Regions from separate parts of the Mus musculus genome. Here all the other regions are linked to region 3. The links are chromatin contacts, called in public ChIA-PET maps. All regions are on one chromosome and are shown on one strand. Each heading gives the region's core, a stretch centred on a gene start, on an enhancer-like site or on the middle of the called end of the contact. The rest is flanking DNA. Distances are from core to core; before and after follow the strand shown.

Region 1 (2,741 bases), core at 130-2,629, 340 kb before region 3:
CTCTTTACAGGACTGGAGTGAGGACCCACAGAGATTCACATGCAGGCCATAAAGAAGCCAGAAAGGAGCTGGGCGTGGTGGCACATGCCTTTAATCCCAGCACTCCGGAGGCAGAGGCAGGCAGATTTCTGTGTTCGAGGCCAGCCTGGTCTACAGAGTGAGTTCCAGGACAGCCAGGGCTACACAGAGAAACCCTGTCTTGAAAAACAACAACAACAACAACAACAAAAAGAAGCCAGAAATGGGGTGAGGGGGGACTAGAGAGATGGCTCAGCACGGAAGGGCAGGTACGGTTCTTGCAGAGCAATGGGTTGTTTTGGTTCCCAGCACTCACAGGGTGGCTCACAACCATTTGTAGCTCCAGTTTTAGTGGATCCAATATCCTCTTCTGACTTCCACTAGCACCGTATACAAACAGACACTTGGATAAACACTCATCACTCATACACATTATATATGTGTGTGTGTGTATGTGTTATATACATATATATATATATATGTATATTATATATAGTATAATATATATATAAAATATACACACACATAGGTTTTGTTGTGGTTTTTTGTTTTTTGTTTTTTTCCAGACAGGGTTTCTCTGTGTAGCCCTAGCTGTCATGGAACTCACTCTGTAGACCAGGCTGGCCTCAAACTCAGAGATCTGCCTACCTCTGCCTCTTGAGTACTGGGATTAAAGCCACCCCCATCTGGCTTAAAATGTATGTTTAACAGAAGCCAAAAATGGGACTTGGATGATATGGCTTAGCTTGTAGAGTGTTTGACTGGCATGCACAAGACCCTGGGCTCAGCCCCAAGCATGTACTAATAACTGCAGCACTCAGGATGGAAAGATGGAAAGGTAGGAAGGTCAAGTTTTCAAGGTCACCTTCAGCTATGTAACAAGTTCAAGGCCAGCCTCACAAAATGAAGAAGTAACAAGTGCAACCTGTCACAGCTCTGTTCCTGTCCTGTGGCGTACACACACACACACACACACACACACACACACACACACGCATGCACACGCACACACACGCGCACACACACCGGCACAGTTAGCAAGCACTTCTTTGGAGCTTGCTGGGCTCTCTTGTGTTCATCCTTGGGTCCAGAAGGCCAGTGCGTAGCCATATGTTTGAAGAAGTCACTAAGAAAACACCAGAATAAGTGGCAGAGGTTTCAGAGCTGTGCTTCTGTGACCCAACAAACTCACATAGCCAGCTGTTATGGCTCATGGCTGTCAGAACAGTGCTGGGGGAGACAGCGACACATCATTATCACCATGGGTTATAGCAGCTCGTCCAGGCCCCTAGAGACACTGCCTCAAAGAAGTGAACAGACACAGAGGCAAACAGTAAGACTGAACATAGCATCTGGGGGGTGAGGGACACCAGACCACAAACCAAGATAGCAGGCTGCAGGAAAGGAAGTTCACCTTGTCCTTCCCTGTCCCAGGCCTGCTGGTTTTGCAGACATTTGCTGTTCTTTTGGTGTTTTGTTTTTTCTTAATTCAGTAAAAATAGCACTATGGGACAACATATCATAGCATTTGTGGAAATAAAAACTAGGAACCACATCACAGGGTGTTCTGATGCAAACGTGGCCCCAGCTCCCCAGGGTGACCTATGCTGCAAAGGTGGCTGTCCTCACTGGTCTCAGGTGGGGCCTGGCCTTGGGGAGGAAGGGAGGAGGAGGCACAGAGCCATCAGCTGTTTCCCCTCACCAAAGCTAGAAGCGCGGCTTTGTCTGAGCCTGCCTCCTGCACTATAAAAAGTTTCCGCCACAAAGGTCCATTCAGGAAACCAAGGTTAGAGACCCTGGGCTTCCTGACTTGATTGCTCTCCTGGGGCCTGGGACCAGCTCAGAAGGGTGGGGTGTGTGGGCTTTGCAGGTTACAGGATGTGAAAGTGAGGACCGAGGTTAAGGGAGAGAATAAAAGGCCAAGAGTAGAACACACCCAGCAGAGGCCATGTGCGGTTCTCTTCTTCAGGGTTTCCTGTGGGTGAGCTGAGAACATTGTGTTCTGGCTCTGAACTTACCCTGCGGGGGCTGCTCCCCTCTCAGCCTCTGGGTCCTAGTGCCTGACCTCACAGGCCTTGGCTTCCCTACAGTGTTGTCTCTCCTACCTCTGGCTGCTATAGTGTGGTCCCCAGCCACCTCCATAGATTCTCCCAGGGTTCTTGGTGTCGCACATAACAAAACATCCTTGAAGTTCAGGAAATAACTAGCCAGCATCTCTATGTTTTCCTGTCTTCTGGATGCTGGGAGCTAATGTTAAACCATCATGGTAATGAACCTTTGACCGCCAAGTTCTCCAGAGATACTTGGGAATACAAGCCTTCTGAGTGGGGTGGTGTTTGTTTATTTGTGTATTTGATTTTTCTGCCACGGCAGTGCTTACAGATAGAATGCAAGGCCTTACCCGGCCTGCCAGTAGGTGCTTTCTTTCTCTCTCTCTTTTTTTTATTGCATCTAGTTAGTGTGTGTTTATGTGCACACCATTGGTGTGCATGGAGAGGACAGAGGACCACTGTGGGAGTCTCTTTTCTCTTTCCCACCATGGATTCCAGGGCTCCAGGGATGACTGTAGTCATCAGGTGTCCTCTGACAGTCTCCTTACTCCCGAGATGGAGTCTCTCTGTGTTGTGGGTGTGTCCCACTCCCCAATTCTAGGCTGCAGGTCAGCCTGCCCAGGGATGCCATTGCTTCTGGTCCACCTTACCAGCACTGCGGTGCACAGGACC
Region 2 (3,090 bases), core at 405-2,904, 270 kb before region 3:
CTCCTGGTCTGTCCCTAGGAAGATGACACCTGCAGGTACCCATCATGCAAAGTCAGGGTAGGAAATGCTGGCAGAGGGAAGGAGGAAGGAAGGAGGGAAGCTGTCCTCATCCTGATGGGAGGCTTGTCACTCAGGCATTGGTCAGCCTGGGGCAAGCCAAGTAGCATGGTTGGAGCAGGAGGGGAGGCCTGGTCTCAGATCAGACCCAGTATAACCCAATGCGCAGGTCACCCAGGGTCCCAGAGGGCTAGGCACATGCACTGACATCAACAGCTCCCTGGAGTGACATCCAGTCTTCAAGCTATGCTCCTGGGTTCTCAGGACACAGAATGAGAAGCTGTAAGAAGTCAGGGGGGTCCCCTCCCCTCCCCTATTTCTTCCACCATAATCCCTGCTCACTCGCTGTCCCAACCTTTCCCATGTCCCTCCCAGCCGCCTTCCTAGCTGGAAACAGAGCTAAGTCAACAACAGTTCCTCGAATTGTGTTTCAGCTCAGGCTGCGGCAGCCCAGGCAGCCAGGCTCTGGAGCTATTAATATTGGCAGATGTAGCTCATGCTATTTGATCCCGTGGGCTGTGATCCCACCAGGTTCAGCAATGAGCTAGCGAAGGCAGAGCTCAGGGTCCTGAAGACTCGTGACCCTTGGGGTTTTGGGGTCCTGCACTGAGTCATGCTAGTGTCCAGGAACTTGAACACCTGCAAACTTGGTGGCTGACAGAGGTTGGCAGGCTAGATGATAAATGGGGAGGCCTGTGGGAGAATGATGGCAGTCATTATGATGAATTTTACAAACACTACCAGCGGCGAGTGAGTGTTTTCTGTTCCTGCTGGGACTGGACCTTGGTATCCATGTGGTCTTTTACACATTGCTTCAGATCCCACCCCCACCCCCCAGCCTCCCTCGCAGAGACAGGTCCGCAGCCTTCCGGGAGGGCCCCGTGCCTTGGAGGCTGACCCTCTTACAGAACACATCTGCTACCTGGGTGGCTCTTGCAGTGCTGGTGGTAGCTCTCCGTTGTGGCTAAGGACAGTTTGGGGTCTAGGATGTCAATGTTAGAACACAGGGCCATGGCTGGTCGCCAGTAGGTGGCAATGATGCCAGAGGTAACCTGGAGGCTACTGGCCAGGATAGCACTGGGGAAGCCGAGAACAGAACTGTTTCTGATTCCAGACATGGGTGGTGCCGCCTGGCACAGGCTGAGGGCAGGAGACAGTGGCTGCTCCCTGGCCATTCTCAAACTGACTCCTGGTTCTGAGTTCTCTTAGGGAGAGGAACTGGGGACATTTTCAGTAGGATTCTGCTTCCCTCAGGAGGTGGGGCAATGGAGAAAGACCCTCCTTGCTAGTCGTGAGGCCTACTATCTGGTGGGTCTTTTGCCTTAGACACACCCTGGTCTGAATTTGTGGCTGCAAAGTGGCCCACAGGTGCTCTGCAAAGGAGATGGTAAGTCAGACAGCTGTCTCTGCCCAGGGGTCCCTTCTGTCCTCCCCCACTGTGGAGTCACACAGCTGGTGTGTGTGATGTGTGTGTGTGTGTGGAACAGAAAGGGTGACACACAGCGCAAGCACCCGCCAAGCCAAAGGAGGCAGACACTGCTAGGCCACTGTGCAGACACGGCTGAAGGTTGGGGCCCAGGCACTGAAGGCTGGAGAGGAGAGAATCTGTGCATGTCTCAGCATCCGGGTGGGCGTTCAACACTGCAGGTGGAGGAAGGGCAGCCCCAAGCTGCAAACAGCAGGAGGTGGGCCAGAGGCAGAGAAGGCTTCGAGGCTTCAGTGTGCATGCCAGGGCATGCTGTCTGCGTGGAGCCAGGACAGCATCACTAGGAGTGACATGGTCAGGGCAATTTGGGTGATGTCACTATGGAGGAAGAAGGCCTGGCTGACACACTCAGCATCCCATAGGTTTAAGTTGCTGTCTCTTGTGCTTCCTCATCCAAAAGAAAGGTGCACAATAAGATAGGATACTGGAACAGCCAACCCGAGTCCCCTAAAGTCCCAAGCTTGATCCTTGCCCTTTTTGGGGTCAACCACACTGAGGCATCTCTCCCAAGGAAAGCCTACCCAGTGTCTGAGCTAAGACAGCCAATCCAGACCTTCCTAGGGACTTCATTTAGATCAACTCAGAAGGGCTGGGTGGGCAAGGTGTGGCACCAGACCTTGGTGGGGTTGCCTGGCTGAGTAAACCTACACAGCTGCCTGCTGCCTCTGACTGGCCTGTATGCTGGGCCTTATTTCCTGCCCAACTGGCTAAGGAGGTGACAGTAGGCCTGAGCCCTGGCTTTGGGGAACATATTATGACTGGAGTTTGGGTAAATGATATCCCAGTCTCCCCACGTTCCATATAGCTTCTCTTTTGCCTTACAGAACCACTCCTAGACCCTGGCCAGGAAAGGCACCAAGGGTGGCTGAGATGTTTCTGGGATGACATAGGGGACAGGCAGGAGGAGGTATGCGCAGGTTTGTTTGTTTGTTTTTTTTTTTTTGTATTAGTGACGTTTCTCTCTGCCCAAGACTATTGCGAATGACTGGTGTGATAATTACAGGCAGCCATCTGGCCTACATGCTGCCCCGTGCTTTCCTGCCCCTCTTCATCTTCAGGCCTCTGTCACACTGCTCCCTCTGGCTGGAATCTCCGCACCAAGAGAGTGCCAACCAGACACACTCCCCCCTCCCCCACTTCCTCAAGAGCACCGGCTCCTCTGTCATCTCTGTGGTTACAGGGTCTAGAATAGGACTTGACATCAGTGTCAGGTAATCTTTGTTGACAGGACAAATGGCGCTTGGATGGAGCTTGCTGTGACCAGACACTGTGTGAAGCACTTCTTGGGAGCTGACTCCTATCCAACATGACCATCCAATAAGCCCAGTGTCTGTGCCCCACTCATTGTGTACATGAGGCTGAGTGACATGCCTGAGGTTACCCAGCCACTGCATATGAAGGCAGTCTTGAGTGGGAAGCAGCTGGAGTCCACAGCAACACTAATAACTTTTATAAATGCTGCTTCTGGGGCTGATTCCAATGGAGGGACACAGTCCTGAACGGCAGGTGGACACCCACGTCATGTCCAGGAGAGACACCCACCCGTT
Region 3 (2,832 bases), core at 128-2,627:
GTAATGCTGTTATCCCTGCATGTATTTATAAGACACGGCCAGCTTGCTCACACTCTAATGTTTAGCATTTGTCAGTCCCTGCATCTTAAGTCCCTGTCTCCTGGCCCAGTAAGAGCCCCTGACATCTAGCACTGGTGTTCACTGGCTCAGTTTTAAAGTTTCAGTCCTTTTTTTTTGTCTTTTCTTTTAAATGATGTCCCTAGTTCGGTAAAACTTCACAGTGAGCATAATTACTTGGCTTAAGTATTTTTAAGCATTATTTTTATGGCCGCAGAAATCAGCGCCTTGTTGGAAGGGGAGGCACGGGGGCAGTACGTACTATACTGCACAGACACATTCTGGGACGTTGCTTCAGAAGCCAGACCATAGTGAAATGTAGGAAATAAGTAATGAGTTTTTTAAGTATGTTCTCCTCTGTTTCTAGTGTACTTTCCCACCTGTAAATCCAGATGATGTAATGCCTAAGAAGTATTAAGTTTCTCCAGTGCTTTTCCAATAGCCTGGCTCTTGAGTAAAACCATCTGTAGCACATCACTGGATTTAAATTTATCTCAGAGTCTGAAACAAAAGCTTAGTCTGGAAGCTAACAAGTCATTTTATTTATTTATTTATTTTTCTTTTTTATCTAAAGCAACTCTTGACCCAAATACACAGACACTGATTTTGATTAGGTTAACAGCAAACACGAAGACTGCAATGTGTCTGGTGTTGTGCCTCAAGCAAGATTAAGAACCTTCTCATTTTCCTCCCCATTTCGATAAAAAAACATCTCTCTCTCTCTTTTCCTCCCTCTTTCCCTCCCCCTCCCGCTCTCTCTAGGTTTCTAGGCTGTACTTGACTGCCCCTTGCTCTCATGTCATTTCATTCCATCGTTCCAGATGTTTGCCACATCCTGATGGCTCCACTTCCCAACAACATCCAGGTTCCATCACTTCTCTTTCTCCATCACCCCCAGCCTGTGCAAACTGTTATTCTTTTGTCCTGAGAAAATGGTCCTGCTTATACCCTTGCACCATGAGCACATGCGCAGAAAGCAGAAAGCAGAAAGCAGAAAGCAGGAGGGTCCTTTTAACTTGCAATATGTGCTTTCTTTCTGTGTAGTATTTTCGGACAGCCTCGTACCTCACTCCAAGTGAAAGCCGGAAATCGTTACAGTGGTCCAGGGACCCCAACATCATTGACAAATCTCCCCACTTTTCTGACCTTACCTACCACTCTGCTCAAGCCGCTCAACTACCTGTGTTCCTCCCTGGTCCTCCCTGGTCCCTGCAGGAACACCTCAGCAGAGTCTGAGTCCCATGTAGTATATGTAGTCTTCTCCAGAAGACCGTCATGACTGACACGCTTGGTTTTCGTTTCGTTTCTTTTCTTTTTCCTGTAGCTCTGAGGCTTTTCATTGGCTAGCTCAGCACTTCACTGCTGAGTTGGCCAGCCCTGCCCCGCTCTTCCTTACCGTCTTCCCAGAGAACATTTTCCTCAGAACATTGTTTAAAAAGGCAGTGGTGGAGTTCGCCTTTAATCCTAGTATTGGGCAGGCAGGCAGGCAGGCAGGCAGGCAGGCAGGCAGGCAGGCAGGCAGGCAGATCCCTGAGTTCGAGGCCAGTTTGGTCTACAGAGTGAGTTCCAGGAGAGCCGGGCTACACAGTGAGACTCTGTCTCAAAAACAGGCAAAGGAATAAAAATTGTATTTCCACTTATTACCCACAGAATTTTCCACTTGGATTTTTTACATAGACTCATTTCTATTAACTTACTCTGTGCTTTACTTGTTGATAGATTCCTCCCATCCCAACCCCAAATAGAATATAAACTACACAAAGTCTTTGTCTGTATTATTCACTAAGTATTCCTCAGTGTCTAAGATCCCCGGATACTCTTTGATATGTTAATTGCCATATATATATATATATTTTTTTATGAAGGAATAAAAATATGTCATCAAGCAGTTGCAAGGTTGATCATGGGTACATTTGTAACCAATGTAACCGCAGTGTCTGGTTTTCAACTCTGGTCTCCTGGTTACTAATCCCTAACATTGTTGCCAGGCACCCACAGTTCTGACATGCCTGCTAAGATCCCTGTCAGCTCCCAGCCCAGCCCTGTACCTTAAGTCTTACTTGGCTGCCTTCTTTGTACCTTGGGTTACTTTTTAGAAACATGATTTGTGTCTGTGTCTGAGCTTTGAATCCTTTTTCTCTTTTGAGAGAGCAAAAGGATCTCATTATATAGACCAGGCAGGCCTTGGGGTCATGATCCTCTTGTGTTTCAAGTGCTAGAATTACAGGTAGGCAAAACCACGCCTGGATTCTTATTATTCTATATTATTATTATTTGCTATTAGGGAAACACCAGGGCTCCTTATACATCTAAAGCTCTACCACTGAGCAACATCTCTGAGTAGAGCTTTGGGACTGATTTTGGATCTGTAACAGATTTATTACAAAATGCATTTTCCTTATCATCTCCAAAACTTAATCAAAAGCCAAGTGTAATAGTAATCGTCATGGTTTGAATATGCTTGGCCTAGGGAGTGGCACTATTTGGAGGTGTGGCCTTGTTGGAGTAGGTGTGGCCTTGTTGGAATAGGTGTGCCACTGTGGGACTGGGCTTTAAGACCCTCATGCCAGCTGCCTGGAAGTCAGTCTTTCACTAACAGTCTTTAGATGAAGATATAGAACTCTCAGCTCCTCCTGCACCATGCCTGCTTGGATGCTGCCTTGTTCCTGCCTTGATGATAATGGACTGAACCACTGAACCTGTAAGCCAGCCCCAGTGAAATGTTGCTCTTATAAGAGTTGCCGTGGTCATGGTATCTGTTCACAGCAGTCAAAC

What was found. ChIA-PET counts read pairs in DNA pulled down with a chosen protein or histone mark.
Region 1: a contact with region 3 is called in an RNA polymerase II ChIA-PET map of memory CD8 T cells, with 5 read pairs. The contact joins two enhancer-like sites. A contact is called at or near these places in 1 of 115 datasets of contacts at active chromatin or transcription factors (memory CD8 T cells) and 1 of 9 other capture datasets (pancreatic islet).
Region 2: an RNA polymerase II ChIA-PET map of memory CD8 T cells shows a contact between it and region 3, with 21 read pairs. The contact joins two enhancer-like sites. A contact is called at or near these places in 2 of 115 datasets of contacts at active chromatin or transcription factors (memory CD8 T cells and pancreatic cancer cells).

What each region holds. Positions count from the first base shown.
Region 1 is chr10:59,973,554-59,976,294 of GRCm38.p6, reverse strand. No RefSeq gene overlaps it. Among named protein-coding and RNA genes, the nearest start is that of Ddit4, 23 kb to the right of the region's middle. Within about 2 kb of position 1,379, at least 196 of the 459 cell types and tissues checked have an H3K27ac peak or open chromatin away from gene starts, as enhancers often do. A contact at or near this core is called in memory CD8 T cells, where this site is marked.
Region 2 is chr10:59,900,790-59,903,879 of GRCm38.p6, reverse strand. No RefSeq gene overlaps it. Among named protein-coding and RNA genes, the nearest start is that of Gm46226, 4.6 kb to the right of the region's middle. Within about 2 kb of position 1,654, at least 54 of the 459 cell types and tissues checked have an H3K27ac peak or open chromatin away from gene starts, as enhancers often do. A contact at or near this core is called in memory CD8 T cells, where this site is marked.
Region 3 is chr10:59,635,451-59,638,282 of GRCm38.p6, reverse strand. No RefSeq gene overlaps it. Among named protein-coding and RNA genes, the nearest start is that of Mcu, 20 kb to the right of the region's middle. Within about 2 kb of position 1,377, at least 158 of the 459 cell types and tissues checked have an H3K27ac peak or open chromatin away from gene starts, as enhancers often do. A contact at or near this core is called in memory CD8 T cells, where this site is marked.